Linked DNA regions of Pan troglodytes: region 2 is linked to region 1. The links are chromatin contacts, called in public HiChIP or PLAC-seq maps. All regions are on one chromosome and are shown on one strand. Each heading gives the region's core, a stretch centred on a gene start, on an enhancer-like site or on the middle of the called end of the contact. The rest is flanking DNA. Distances are from core to core; before and after follow the strand shown.

Region 1 (6,289 bases), core at 2,018-4,517:
TGTTAGAAGCTTTTCATGCTGATCACAGTATGTCAAGGCACATTTCATTTTTTAAAACTCAAAGAATAGTTAAGACATTTCTTCAGGGGAAGTCTACCGTATGGTCAGTAAGTTTAGGAGAGGCAATACTAGTCTGATTTCTAGCCCAAGACTTCTGCCAACTAAGTTATTTAAAAACAATTTGCGGCCAGGCACGGTGGCTCATGCCTGTAATCCCAGCACTTTGGGAGGCTGAGGCAGGCAAATCACTAGAGGTCAGGAGTTTGGGACCAGCCTGACCAACATGGTGAAACACCATCTCTACTAAAAATACAAAAATTGGCTGGGTATGGTGGCACACACCTGTAATCCCAGCTAGTCAAGAGGCTGAGACAGAAGGATCGCCTGAACCCAGGAGGCAGAGGTTGCAGTGAGCCAAGATCGTGCCACTGCACTGCAGCCTGGGCAAGAGTGAGACTCTGTGTTAAAAATAATAATAAAAATAAAAACAATTTGCATTTTACAGCATTGGAGATGCATTTTGCATATATTACTACATTCCCTATAACAGCGGTAGTTATTAATCACAGGGTTTATTTAATTCACACTGCAAGCCTGTTAGGTAGTTCTTGTTCTAAAAATGCAGAAACTGAAGTTCAAAGCAGTTAAATGACTTGATCAAACTAACGTAGCTATTAAGTGGTACAGTCTGCCTTCAAATCCCTATATTTTCCAATAAATTACAGTGACTTCCCTGACCCTCAATTCCTCTACTTATCAAAGGAGAATACCAGACATACTAAAGCAAAGACCGCACAATTGAAGATCAAAGATAAGGTAAGAAATGTTTCAGAAACTTTAAAAGTACTCTATGCAAATAAAGTATTATCTTTAACTACGGTTCAGTTTATTTTACTTTAGTCAACAACAGACCTTATTCAGACTGGCTTAAACTAAAATGTCAATATACAATGCACTCTTAGTATTTCCATAAAAGAAAATCATGGGCTGGGCATGGTGACTCCTGCCTGTAATCCCAGCACTTTGGGAGGCCGAGGTGGGTGGATCACTTGAGGTCAGGAATTTGAGACCAGCCTGGCCAACATGGTGAAATCCTGTCTCTACTAAAAATACAAAAAATAGCCAGGCATGGTGGCGCATGCCTGTAATTCCAGCTACTTGGGAGGCTGAGGCAGGAGAATCACTTGAACCCAGGAAGTGTAGGTTGCAGTGAGCTGAGATCACACCACTGCACTACAGCCTGGGCAACAGAGTCAGACTTGGTCTCAAAAAAAAAAAAAAAGAGAGAATCATGACCAGAGTTATCGCAAATTTACCCAGAAGCAAATTTACCTAGATAATACGTGAAAACATATGGGTTCAATAAAAGAAAAAAATACTACTGACTTTCTTAAGAAACCTTTCAAAAACTTCTGACGCTCAGTGAAATATAAATTTGAAAAATCTTTTCTCAAAATACACCATTCTGCTTCACCACATCACTAAAAAATACAGCAAGTAAAATGCTTCTGGATGTCTTTTAAGAAAATATTTACTTCAGAACATGTGGAGTGATTGAGAACCAATGAGATTAATTTTTAAAAGTACTCACCCAGACGGTCATCTTTTAGGAGAATTTCTAATGATTTCTTTTCTTCAACTCCACGAAACCCCACTTTCTCATAATATACTGAACGAAAGTTTCTCTGAGAGTCCTCAGTCATATTTCATTCTTGGAGGAGACACAGAAAGACAGAAAGAGAGAGAAAGACGAAGGGGAAAAGTGAGTCTAGAAACAAAGAGTCAAGAATTAGAATAATTTTCAATGATGTTCTCCACCTTTTCAATATGATGTACCCTTGCATAGGACCCAATATTAAATTTTTCCTTTAACTCAGTTCTGCAACTATCTCACCTATGCATCTTGGCTAAAAACCAAGATATAAGTTAAAACTTCTCTGAGCTGGTAAAATAGATGGCACAAGGTTTATGCACTAGGTTTCCCACTATACCTATGAGTGCCTAGCACAACAGAACATTCTGTAGCTATTATAAATGCGCAAAGAAAAAAAATAAGTGAAATGGAAGCCAGGCAAGATACGTCAAACAAATTATACTCAAACAGTATACACTATGATTTCATTTTTTGTTTTTTACAAATTTTATGTATTTTAAAACTTAACACTCTATTCCAAAATGTTAGCAATGGTTATCTTTAGATAGTAGGATTCTAGATGATTTTAATTTCCTTTCTTTTGCTTAGCTACGTTTTTTTAAATGGGCATTTTGTAAAATGAAAAATTAAGTTATATAAAAGTAAAAAGCCACGAGTTCCTCACTTATCTTTCTTTTAAACACAATTCTATTAAGTGTAGCTATCGAAATTCAAAACCCACAACAAATAAATCGCATTAAATTATAACTAGAAGAGGGTAAAGAATGTAGCCAATTGACAGTGATCCCAAAGTCAGAGTTGAAGACGGAAAAACGATTTAAAAAAAAGACCAAGTTAGATTTGGCGTTTCAAGAACAGAAAAGATCTGATGCATTTCCCAAAAACCACTGCACTGCCTCACCCAAATGCTTCCAGCGTCTGTGCACAAGAGTAAATCTTTAGGTTTAAAAATCCTGCGACGTCCCCAGTGAGCAGGGGAGGGCTTCCTTCCTTATTGAAAAGATATCCTCTGAACCGATTCAGTCACAGGAAAGATTAGGATTCGTTTAGAAAATGAAATGCTAAAGCTTTCGGGAGCAGATGTCTTAAAAATAAAAAAGTCAGCAGCATAAAACGCGTAATGAGTGTGGGGATTTATTTTTTTAAAGCATTCAAACAGCTGCATGACGATTTGGTCGGTCCCTGTTGTCTAAGGACACCCATTCTTAGATTGCACTACAATGACAAAGGCGTCCTCTAGGAGGAAATGCTGCAAATAATATCTCCTGCCCATGCGCGTCCACCTGATGGGAAAAGTAAAAACACCCTGGTCCAAGACCCCAGGTCCCATTCTCTCTATGATGGATGCTTCACCTCTAGTAGTGCAAACACACCCGGCTTGAGACTAAGTGGTCCGGGAGAAGCAGAGGAAGCCGTGCCCTGTGCGCTGACCGACCGCCGGGCAGGCGGGCACCGTTGGGGCCCAGGGCCAGGAGGGACGAGTCCTGCAGGAAGGAGGGAGGCGGCGGGGCACCTGGGACAACCGCGCGCGCCCCGACGGCCCGGGAGACAAAACTCAGCGCCGCTGCCGCCGCCGCCGGACGTGACATCAACTCCAGGTCGCGGGGCGGGCGCGGGGCGGGCGCGGGGCGGGCGCGGGGCGGGCGCGGGGCGGGCGCGGGGCGGGCGCGGGGCGGGCGCGGGGCGGGCGCGGGGCGGGCGCGGGGCGGGCGCGGGGCGGGCGCATGCGCAGAGGGCGCGGGCAGGAAGCTCCACCCTCACTCCGGGAAGCTCTGGCTTCGTTTGTGAAACCCGACGGGATGAAGGGCTAGGCTCGCCTCCAGAGTAGTGTAGTTTCTCCCGCCATGGGCACCCGGCCCCTTGCTACCCCGCAAAATCTCGCGACCATTTACTCCGGCCATCCGAAGGCGCGTGCCTGGGTTGCACTCCCGTGTCCGGCCCTCGAGGTTCTTGCCTAGGGAAGACCTGAGCCCTAGGGCCGTACTTAAGCTGCCTGCGTGCAGGACCCGGGTTTTGCTTTTGCTAATTTCCTCCCCACCCCAGGTATGTGGGAATAAATGAAGACCATCCGAATGAGAAGAAAAAAGGCAGGCAGAGGAGTGCAAGTCTGATTTAGAGCAGGCAGGCTCCCTGGGTTGGTTATTGTAGGTAACTGACTGGTTTTCTGGGCAGGTTGCTGCAGGTTGTGGATTGGAGGTCTATTTTTATATTAGATTTGGCCATTGTCTTAGTATATTCAGCCTCTCAGGTAAAACACTGTAACATAGGAGAAAAATGAACGTGTTTTTTTTTTTTTTAAAGATGTGCTAAATGCAAGCTCCTAATTTGTTATTAGTAGGTCTAACAGAACAGAGTTACTCTTTAAAGTAGCTACTAACGCTTACAAATGCTTTCTATTTCTGTGCTTGCCTCCCTGGTCCTCGGGCTGGCTGAGCAGCAGTGCCCAAGTAGGTTTTTAAACCGCCAGGGTTTGAGAGAAATCCCCAATGATGGGTATCGTCCCTTTGAAAGTTCAAATCTCTACCAAATAAGCCACACGGATGCCAAGCTTTGAAGGAAACTTAGGACTATCAACAGTGCAGAAGTCCAGTTATAGTGCAGACAAATGTGTGTATAATGGCTAGACAGAACTTAAAAATGAAGAAACGTGTGGTGGTTGAACTCAAACACTGATGCCCCTCCCCACCCCCTTACCACCACCATCTTTAGTTCCTCAGTACTGGGGTACTAAACCTTACTTGGGTAGTGTTCACATGAGTAAGCAGAGTTCTTCAAGTTACCTTAGACAAGTTCCATTTACTTCATCTAAACCTTGGGCCGGTCACTAACTTTTATAATTTCCTTTTCTTGTCTTTAAAATCATCACCAGGGCTGGGCGCCGTGGCTCATGCCGGTAATCCCAGCACTTTGGGAGGCCGAGGCAGGCGGATCACCTGAGGTCAGGAGTTCGAGACCAGCCTGGCCAACATGGTGAAACCCTGTCTCTAGTAAAAATACAAAATTAGCTGGGTGTGATGGCACACACTTGTAATCCCAGCTATTCTGGAGGCTGAGGCAGGAGAATCGCTTGAACCCGGAAGGCAGAGGTTGCAGTGAGCTGAGATGGTGCCGCCGCACTCCAGCCTGGGCGACGAGAGAAATTCCATTTCAAAAAATATTAATAATAAAATAAAATCATCACCAATAGTGGTGATTATATAGAAGGTGGGAAGGGTTAAATAAGAAAGTATGTAAAGTGCTTGGCATGGTGCCTGGCATGTGGCACAGTAGGGATATATGTGAAGTGGCTGTGTCAAGATCAATTAAAAATGCAAAGATGAGTCTCTAAATCATTTTATTTGGGAAAACAGAATTGCAGTTCAGGGCATACACACAGACTGGGGTGGTCTTCAGAACAACAAAGAGATGGTTGGAGGTTTCATTAGAGAAATGTTATGTATTACCTTGAAAGATAGCTCATTGACCCTACGCAAAGTTTTTAGGAGCAGGCAAGCTCTAATTTGTGAGAGAAGGTGGTAAGTAAAACTAGTCTTAGAGTTACAGCAATTCGTTTCAGCAGCTACTGGGTGAAACTGGTCTTCAGGTTATAGCAGGTCACCTTGGCAGCTGGCTTTCAATATAATTCCTGGGCAGGCACTTTGTGCCCCAACTGCTTTCTCTTCTCCCTCATCTCTGGACTCTAATTTAGCTGGGTATGAAGATAACCCCAATTCATACAATCAATTTTCAAGGCTGCTGTTCACTGAATGGTGACAGCAATATGGGTGCCTTCAACTGCCCTCCATTCTGTTTTTTGATGAGCTGATAACAGAATATGTGGAAGCTTCCCTAAGAGATAACACTCTGAGACTTTTGTCAACTCTGCAGCCAGAATGAATCTAAAAATATCCCTCCGCAAAAAATCCTTCAGTGGCTCCCCATTTCTCTCAAAGGAAAAACTGAAGTGCTCACAACAGCTTACAACACTTCTCATGGTCTACCTCCTTGTACCTCAGTCTCAGCTACTATGAGTGACTCCCCTGCCTTGGGACCTTCTCATGTTCCCTCTGCCTGAAACACATTATCCTCTGCTAGCCACATGGCCCACTCACTTACCTCAGTCTCAATCAAATGTCCCCTCCCTGAGGCTACTTTCCCCACCCTACCTAAAATTGCAACACTTTACCTGAATCCCAATCCCCTTTATGCAGGTCTACTTTTTCCTTCTTTCACAGCAATGATCCCATTTTTTTTTTGAGACAGTTTTGCTCTTGTTGCCCAGGCTGGAGTGCAATGGTGCGACCTTGGCTCACTGTAACCTTCACCTCCCGGGTTCAAGCGATTCTCCTGCCTCAGCCTCTGTAGTAGCTGGGATTACAGGCACCCGCCACTGCACCCAGCTAATTTTTTGTATTTTTAATAGAGATGGGGTTTCACCATGTTGGCCAGGCTGGTCTCAAACTCCTGACCTCAAGTGATCCACCTGCCTCGGCCTCCCAAAGTGCTGGGATTACAGGCCTGAGCCACGGCGCCCAGCCAGCACTGATCACTTTTTAACACACTACATCACTGACTTATTTATTTTAGTTTTTATTGGATCTGTCCTCCCACCAGAATGTCAGTTTCACAAGGTTAGGGATCTTTGCTTCGGTAGCT
Region 2 (6,261 bases), core at 3,334-5,833, 290 kb after region 1:
TGGATAACCACATACTGGCCTGGAACTTTCTGGAAGTCAGTGCTCAGCACGTGGCAGGGGGCAGACGGACTGGAGATGCCGTGTAGTCTGGGCTGTCCATTAAGTGGCACTCCGTTGATAGAACAAAGCATTTGAGGGATAAGGCAGTCACTATTTGTATTGTATCAAGAATAAATAATATAAATGAGTTACACTGAGGAAATGCCTTTTCCATTTTTAATTGTGCTCAACTGGTTTTCTTTTAATAATGCACGAGGAAGTCCTGCTTTTGCTTCTTATTCATAGTTTTTTGAAACAAAAGTCCATGATTTTTCTTCTTTTTTCTCCTTCCTCTTTCTCTTTTTTCTAACTACACCTCAGAAGCTAGTCAGAAAGTTCAACAGGTGGTTTGAGAGGCTCGTTGACTTAGCTGAGATCCTAGTGGTCAGATAGTGCATGAGTATTTTTTTCTCTTGTTCTCAGTACTACCTGTGAATGCTGCTGTAATGTTTTATGTATATATATATATATATATATACACACACACATATATATACACACATATATATACACAAAAAAGTATGTATTGTGTCTATATATAACATGCCAAACACATACGTGTTATATGATACACATAAAACATATATATGTATATAAAATACATATATAACACACATACATGTATATTTTATACTTACAATTTCAATGAGTTTGGCAGTACAGTCCCAAAATACACTTTACTTGCACAGGTTCTCAGGATTTGAAAAAAACAAACAGAATACACTTTGTAATCATGTCTCTTACACCTTGAAATAAAATTCTTCTTTATGGCACATAAATTCTAGACATTTGCTTCTCAAAATTCCCCCAGTCACAGAGCCCAGCCCATAGTGAAATGTTATAACTAGAGTTGTTAGAAGCTAGTTGAAAGAAGTGGGCATGGAAATTCATAATACCATCTTTATGAGAATTTGGGTTTTACTTTGGCTATTACTTCAGAAATAAGTGCTTGCTGAAGTAGGGCATTCATTTTGCTAACCTGTAGTTCAAAACTGCTGTATTTGCTTCTTCTCTTTCAGGTTTCATTTCCAGGGACCCTGTGGAACGACTCTTCCTGAAGCCCTTGCCCATCATGAAAATGAAACTGTTTCTTAAGTGTCCTGGGGAAGAAAGAAATTACAGTATATCTAAGAACTAGGCCACACGCAGAGGAGAAATGGTCTTATGGGTGGTGAGCTGAATACTGAACAATCTAAAAATAGCCTCTGATTCCCTCGCTGGAATCCAACCTGTTGATAAGTGATGGGGGTTTAGAAGTAGCAAAGAGCACCCACATTCAAATGTCACAGAACTGGAAAGTTAATTCATATTATTTGGTTTGAATTGAAACGTGAGGTATCTTTGATGTGTATGGTTGGTTATTGGGAGGGAAAAATTTTGTAAATTAGATTGTCTAAAAAAAATAGTTATTCTGATTATATTTTTGTTATTTGGGCAAAGTAGAAGTCAAGGGGTAAAAACCCTACTATTTAATTCTGATTTTTGCACAAGTTTTAGTGGAAAATAAAATCACACTCTACAGTAGGTAATTTATTGTATAAAGACATTACCCCACAATATGGCTTTATTAGGGACTTTTTTTTTTTTTTTTGAGACAGAGTTTCACTCTTGTTGCCCAGGCTGGAGTGCAGTGGTGCGATCTCAGCTCACAGCAACCTCCGCCTCCTGGGTTCAAGAGATTCTCCTGCCTCAGCCTCATGAGTAGCTGGGATTACAGGTATGTGCCACCACACCCAGCTAATTTTGTATTTTTAGTAGAGACGGGGTTTCTCCATGTTGGTCAGGCTGGTCTTAAACTCTCGACCTCAGGTGATCTGCCCGCCTCGGCCTCCCAAAGTGCTGAGATGACAGGCATGAGCCACCGCACCCGGCTTACTGGGGGCTTTTTAACCTTGTTTGGCTACATTACCTCAGTGAACAAGGGGCAGCTCACAACAGGAACTCACACAAAGAAGGAAGAGAACAGTACCAACAAGGTAGAACATCATGATGAGAAGAATGATGCAAATATGTGGACCCCCAGGATAAACACAGCTGCCTAAAATTTAGCTCTGGCCCCCTTAGATGGGGGAAGTCAACAGTGAAGTGTTTCTCAGCATCATAAAGGCAGAAGCTATGGTTCCTGTGGGGCCTGCCAACCGTTCCCAGATGCTGAACTCTGCTGGGAGTTTTTTCCATGGGACTTTAAAAAATGATGCCCTTATGTTGGGCCAGACCTCTGTTAACTTCAGTAGGGATGGCACCAGGTTCAAGAGGCCAAAGAAGAGACCTGGAGCTAGTGAAGGAAACATAGGGTTTATTTGGGGAACCTTACAGGGTGGTCCAGTGGCCGCGGGCTGGACAGAACTGCAACCACTTGCAGTTTACACAGCACTTTCACTCAGCACCCTCCCCTCAGCAGCCTCCACGTGGCAACCCTCATTTCTTAAGTTATTGCTGTCAGATGCATCTGCCATACAGGGTCATTCTCAGGGGATGCTTAAGTTATTTCTGTCAGGTACATCTTCCATACACTTTACTACCTTGGAGTAAAGTAGTAAGAATACAGCTTTTTCCTTAACCTTTACCAGCTAACTCAGTGCTTAGGGGCCTTGGAATACCTGCTGTCCAGCAGGTGTCACAGGCCTGACCGGGAGGCATGGCCATTATCAACAGTGTATGAAGGTCACATATGGCTCCCTGAAGTGATTACATACTTGGACCACATCACCTCAGCCCCTTGCAAAATTGCATTTAATGTTACACCCTTGGCTTTTGTAGAAACAGGCAACAAGACACTATCATATAAAACTTTGTACTGCATTGCAAGGCATAACCTTTAATAAATCCCAGTGGTCCTTTGTGTAGGGAACGGGGATGCTCATAGCCTATGGGGCGGCTGGAGAACCAGTCAGGGACCCTGAGGGCTTGATTTACACTTTACATGGGTGGGCCAAGGAGTTTACACTGAGGGCACTGGTAATACCTGTAATAGTCTTATAGTACTTATAAAGCAGTTTTGCACATAAAATACCATCATGCACTTATAAGTTTGTTCCTGGGCTGCTCCAAGTTAACTTTATTCATTTTCCTAGTGTTAGCACAGTGTCTCAGGGAGTCTGATTATATTTTTGATTTGTAATTTCTATCTGACTAAGGCCTAGAGATTTCAAAACTGTTCTTTGCAATTCCTCTCATACTGAACCTCTGGTTCAGCAGCTTTTGTTGTTGTTGTTGTTGTTTTCAAGTTTTATCATTTTTGTTCCTATTTGGTTTTGTCGTTTTTAAATTGGGAATTGCTTCTAAAACAGAAGACATGAAAAGAGAATTAAAAATACAATATATGTGTAAGATAGAATTATTCAGCTTAGCATTTATTAAACATCTACCAGATGATAGACATTAGAAATAAAAAGACTAGCAAGACCTGGCCCTTCCCCTCAGGGGTTCACAGAATGGCTGGAGCAACTGTCATATAAGCTGTTATGAAGTGCAGAAACTACACAGACATTTGTGCGGGTTCAGACCAGCGCAATTAGAGATGGGCAGAGTGGGATGGGGTAGGGGTAAGGTGCTTGAAATTTGCCTGGGTGGGAATTTTTGAAGTATAAAAAGGACTTCTACCTGGGGGGCTGCGGCAGTAGAGGGAAGAGCACGGTCGGTACAAATGCATGGCAGGTGTGAAACAGTTTGATTTGTTCAAAGAATGATGAATCATTTAGTGTTGTATAATGGATGGGAGGAGAGAAACACAGCGATCACAAAGGGCCATGTTTGCCAAGAAATAAAATATACTTGGAAAAAAAGTACGTATGTGTATATACCACAAAACTCGGGTGCATTCTCTAGGGACCGGCGAAGCCATTCTTTCAGGAGATATGCTCAGCATTTGCCACGGGCCAGCTGCTGTTCCAGGTCGTGGGTTAGGGCCCGGCACCAGGAAGGGCGCCCCTCCCACAGGGCCGACATCCTAACCGGCGTCGCTGCGGCCGCGGAGCTGGGAAGGCCGAGGGCGCCGGGCACGTCTGTGCAGATTTCTTTAGAGTCCAGGTCTGTCGCCCGCGTCTTCGTCGGTGGCAGCAGGGCTGACTGGCCACGGCGGCCATCTGCTAGAGCGCATTTCTTCCCATGAAACGCCACCTCCTCCGAAGTGCGGAGCGAACGCAGCCAAATCTACACAAAGACTGACAAGCTGGATCCACTCGACGGAACCCAGGGCCAAAAAACGGCGGCGAGCAGCGCCTCGGGCCCGCGATTACCGGTTTTCTGAGCACCGGACAGCGTGAGCCGTGCCAGCCCTGTCTCGCCATCCCAGCCGAGGAGGGCAGCGCGATGGCTCTTCCCTGTCTTGAAATCAACCCCATTGCCAGCCGCTTTCGCCAGCAGAGCATTTTCCGTGGGGTCCATCCGGCTCCACGGCGGCCTGCGCTGGCCACGTGGAAAGAAACACGCCCACTGCCTACAGGCCACGCCCTTCCTCGCTTCGCGCATGCGCCCCACCCGTCCTGAGGACCTCCGAACCTGCAGGGGGCGATGAAAGTAGGCTTGCGCTCCGCTTGTAGCTGCTTCCGGGTCAGAGGTCAGACGGTCTAGCGCTGCGTGGGCCATGGTGCAGCTCCGACCGCGCGCGTCTCGCGCCCCGGCGTCGGCAGAGGCGATGGTGGACGAGGGCCAGCTGGCCTCGGAGGAGGAGGAGGCGGAGCACGGGCTGTTGCTCGGGCAGCCCAGCAGCGGCGCGGCCGCCGAGCCCCTGGAGGAAGACGAGGAAGGGGACGATGAGTTTGACGATGAGGCCCCGGAGGAGCTGACTTTCGCCAGCGCCCAGGCGGAAGCGAGAGAAGAGGAGCGGCGAGTGCGGGAGACCGTGCGCAGGTTCGGAGCCCGCTGCCCGGCGGGGAGAACCGCCCTTTCTCGTCCCGCTTGTCCTTCCCTTTGCTGACTTATCACCCTTCTTCCCAGGGATAAAACGCTCCTGAAGGAGAAGAGGAAGCGACGCGAGGAGCTGTTCATCGAACAGAAGGTTAGAGGATAGGGAGGAGGTGTCTTATTAAAACAACTCGGCTCAGGGAGAATTGCTATGGTGGATGTAATTTGGGTTGGCAGGATATTGGGGTGGGGAAACAGTCACCAAGATTGCCTCTGACAGTGGTGGAAAGATGCTCGGGCCGGGCGCGGCAGTACTTTAGGGGGACGAGGTGGGCGGAGCCCGGGATGTCGAGGCTGCCTGGAGCCGAGATCACACCACTGCGCTCCAGCCTGGGCGACAGAGCGAGACCCTGTCTCAAAAAAAAAAAGTTCGTCTCCTTTAGTGTCCACCAACTGAAAATAAGAGGTTGCTGTGAGAATTAAATGAGGTGATTTGTAAACTGTAAGGGCTGTGCAGACTTAGTGTATGGTTGCATTGCTGTCTGATACTCGACACAGAGAACTGGCTCCAGGCAGACATTACTTAACTGCTTTCAATTTATAACAGTGACCTGAGGGTTAGAATACCGTGGGCACCCTTTCTAGTTTTCATCAAGTCTTTCAGAGAATGTGGAGTTTTGTGGACCCGGTCTTCCCATAGCTTAGAGGTATGGGGGCAGTTTCCAGCCTAATTCATTTCTTTGCCTAGATGTAGGGCATTCTTAAAAGTGGTAACTTCAGAAGCAACTCCGGACATACTATGTACATGACTTTCTATTAATTTTAAACGTTTTCATTCCAAAAGAAAAGAAAACTCCTTCCAGACACTATTTTGGAGAAGTTAACCACAGCTTCACAGACTAAGTAAGTAATGGATCTTTTTATATTACTTGCTTATATACACCCATCTTTGAATTATATACTGGTACATTTATTTGAATCCATATAACTGAAGGAATTGTAGAACCCAAATTTAAAAGCTACCTTGGTATATGAATTCGGTGGGAAAGACGGAGGTAACGTTCTACTTCTTATTTTACCATTTATTTTTGTTCATTCCCATAGCTAGCTTTTGAATTCCTGATCCCATTGTGTTCATTCAGTACATTTTGTTGACTGCCTGTCATTGTACTAGGGCATAGTGGGTGGTGGTGAATAAAAAGTGTTTTGAATCATTTAGTGGGGTAGCAGGCACTTATCCACAGGCTCTGAAAACTTGATTTGTCCCATACTTGCCTTACCTGCCACCAACCTGTCCTTCCTGTTCCCCACTTCATTTAGCATCTTTGGTGTTTTATGGTTTAAAGCGAAAAGCTATAGTCGTCTTTCGGAATTGAT

The links. HiChIP or PLAC-seq counts read pairs in DNA pulled down with a chosen protein or histone mark.
Region 2: an H3K4me3 HiChIP or PLAC-seq map of stem cell-derived excitatory neurons shows a contact between it and region 1, with 5 times the contacts expected there. The contact joins the promoter of NOL7 here to the promoter of TBC1D7 in region 1. A contact is called at or near these places in 1 of 7 Hi-C or Micro-C datasets (stem cell-derived neural progenitor cells) and 1 of 1 datasets of contacts at active chromatin or transcription factors (stem cell-derived excitatory neurons).

What each region holds. Positions count from the first base shown.
Region 1 is chr5:19,277,338-19,283,626 of NHGRI_mPanTro3-v2.0_pri, forward strand. It overlaps TBC1D7 (TBC1 domain family member 7), which reads right to left and starts at 3,268. Exons shown (of 8, transcript XM_063812102.1): 1 at 3,008-3,268; 2 at 1,592-1,768. The coding sequence starts at 1,703.
Region 2 is chr5:19,562,405-19,568,665 of NHGRI_mPanTro3-v2.0_pri, forward strand. NOL7 (nucleolar protein 7) reads left to right here and starts at 4,584. Exons shown (of 9, transcript XM_054685605.2): 1 at 4,584-4,890; 2 at 4,978-5,038; 3 at 5,729-5,787. The coding sequence starts at 4,625. It overlaps SIRT5 (sirtuin 5), which reads left to right. Exons shown (of 10, transcript XM_009450542.5): 10 at 1,059-3,827. The coding sequence ends at 1,134. LOC134810270 (a long non-coding RNA gene) reads right to left here and starts at 759. Exons shown (of 3, transcript XR_010157902.1): 1 at 678-759.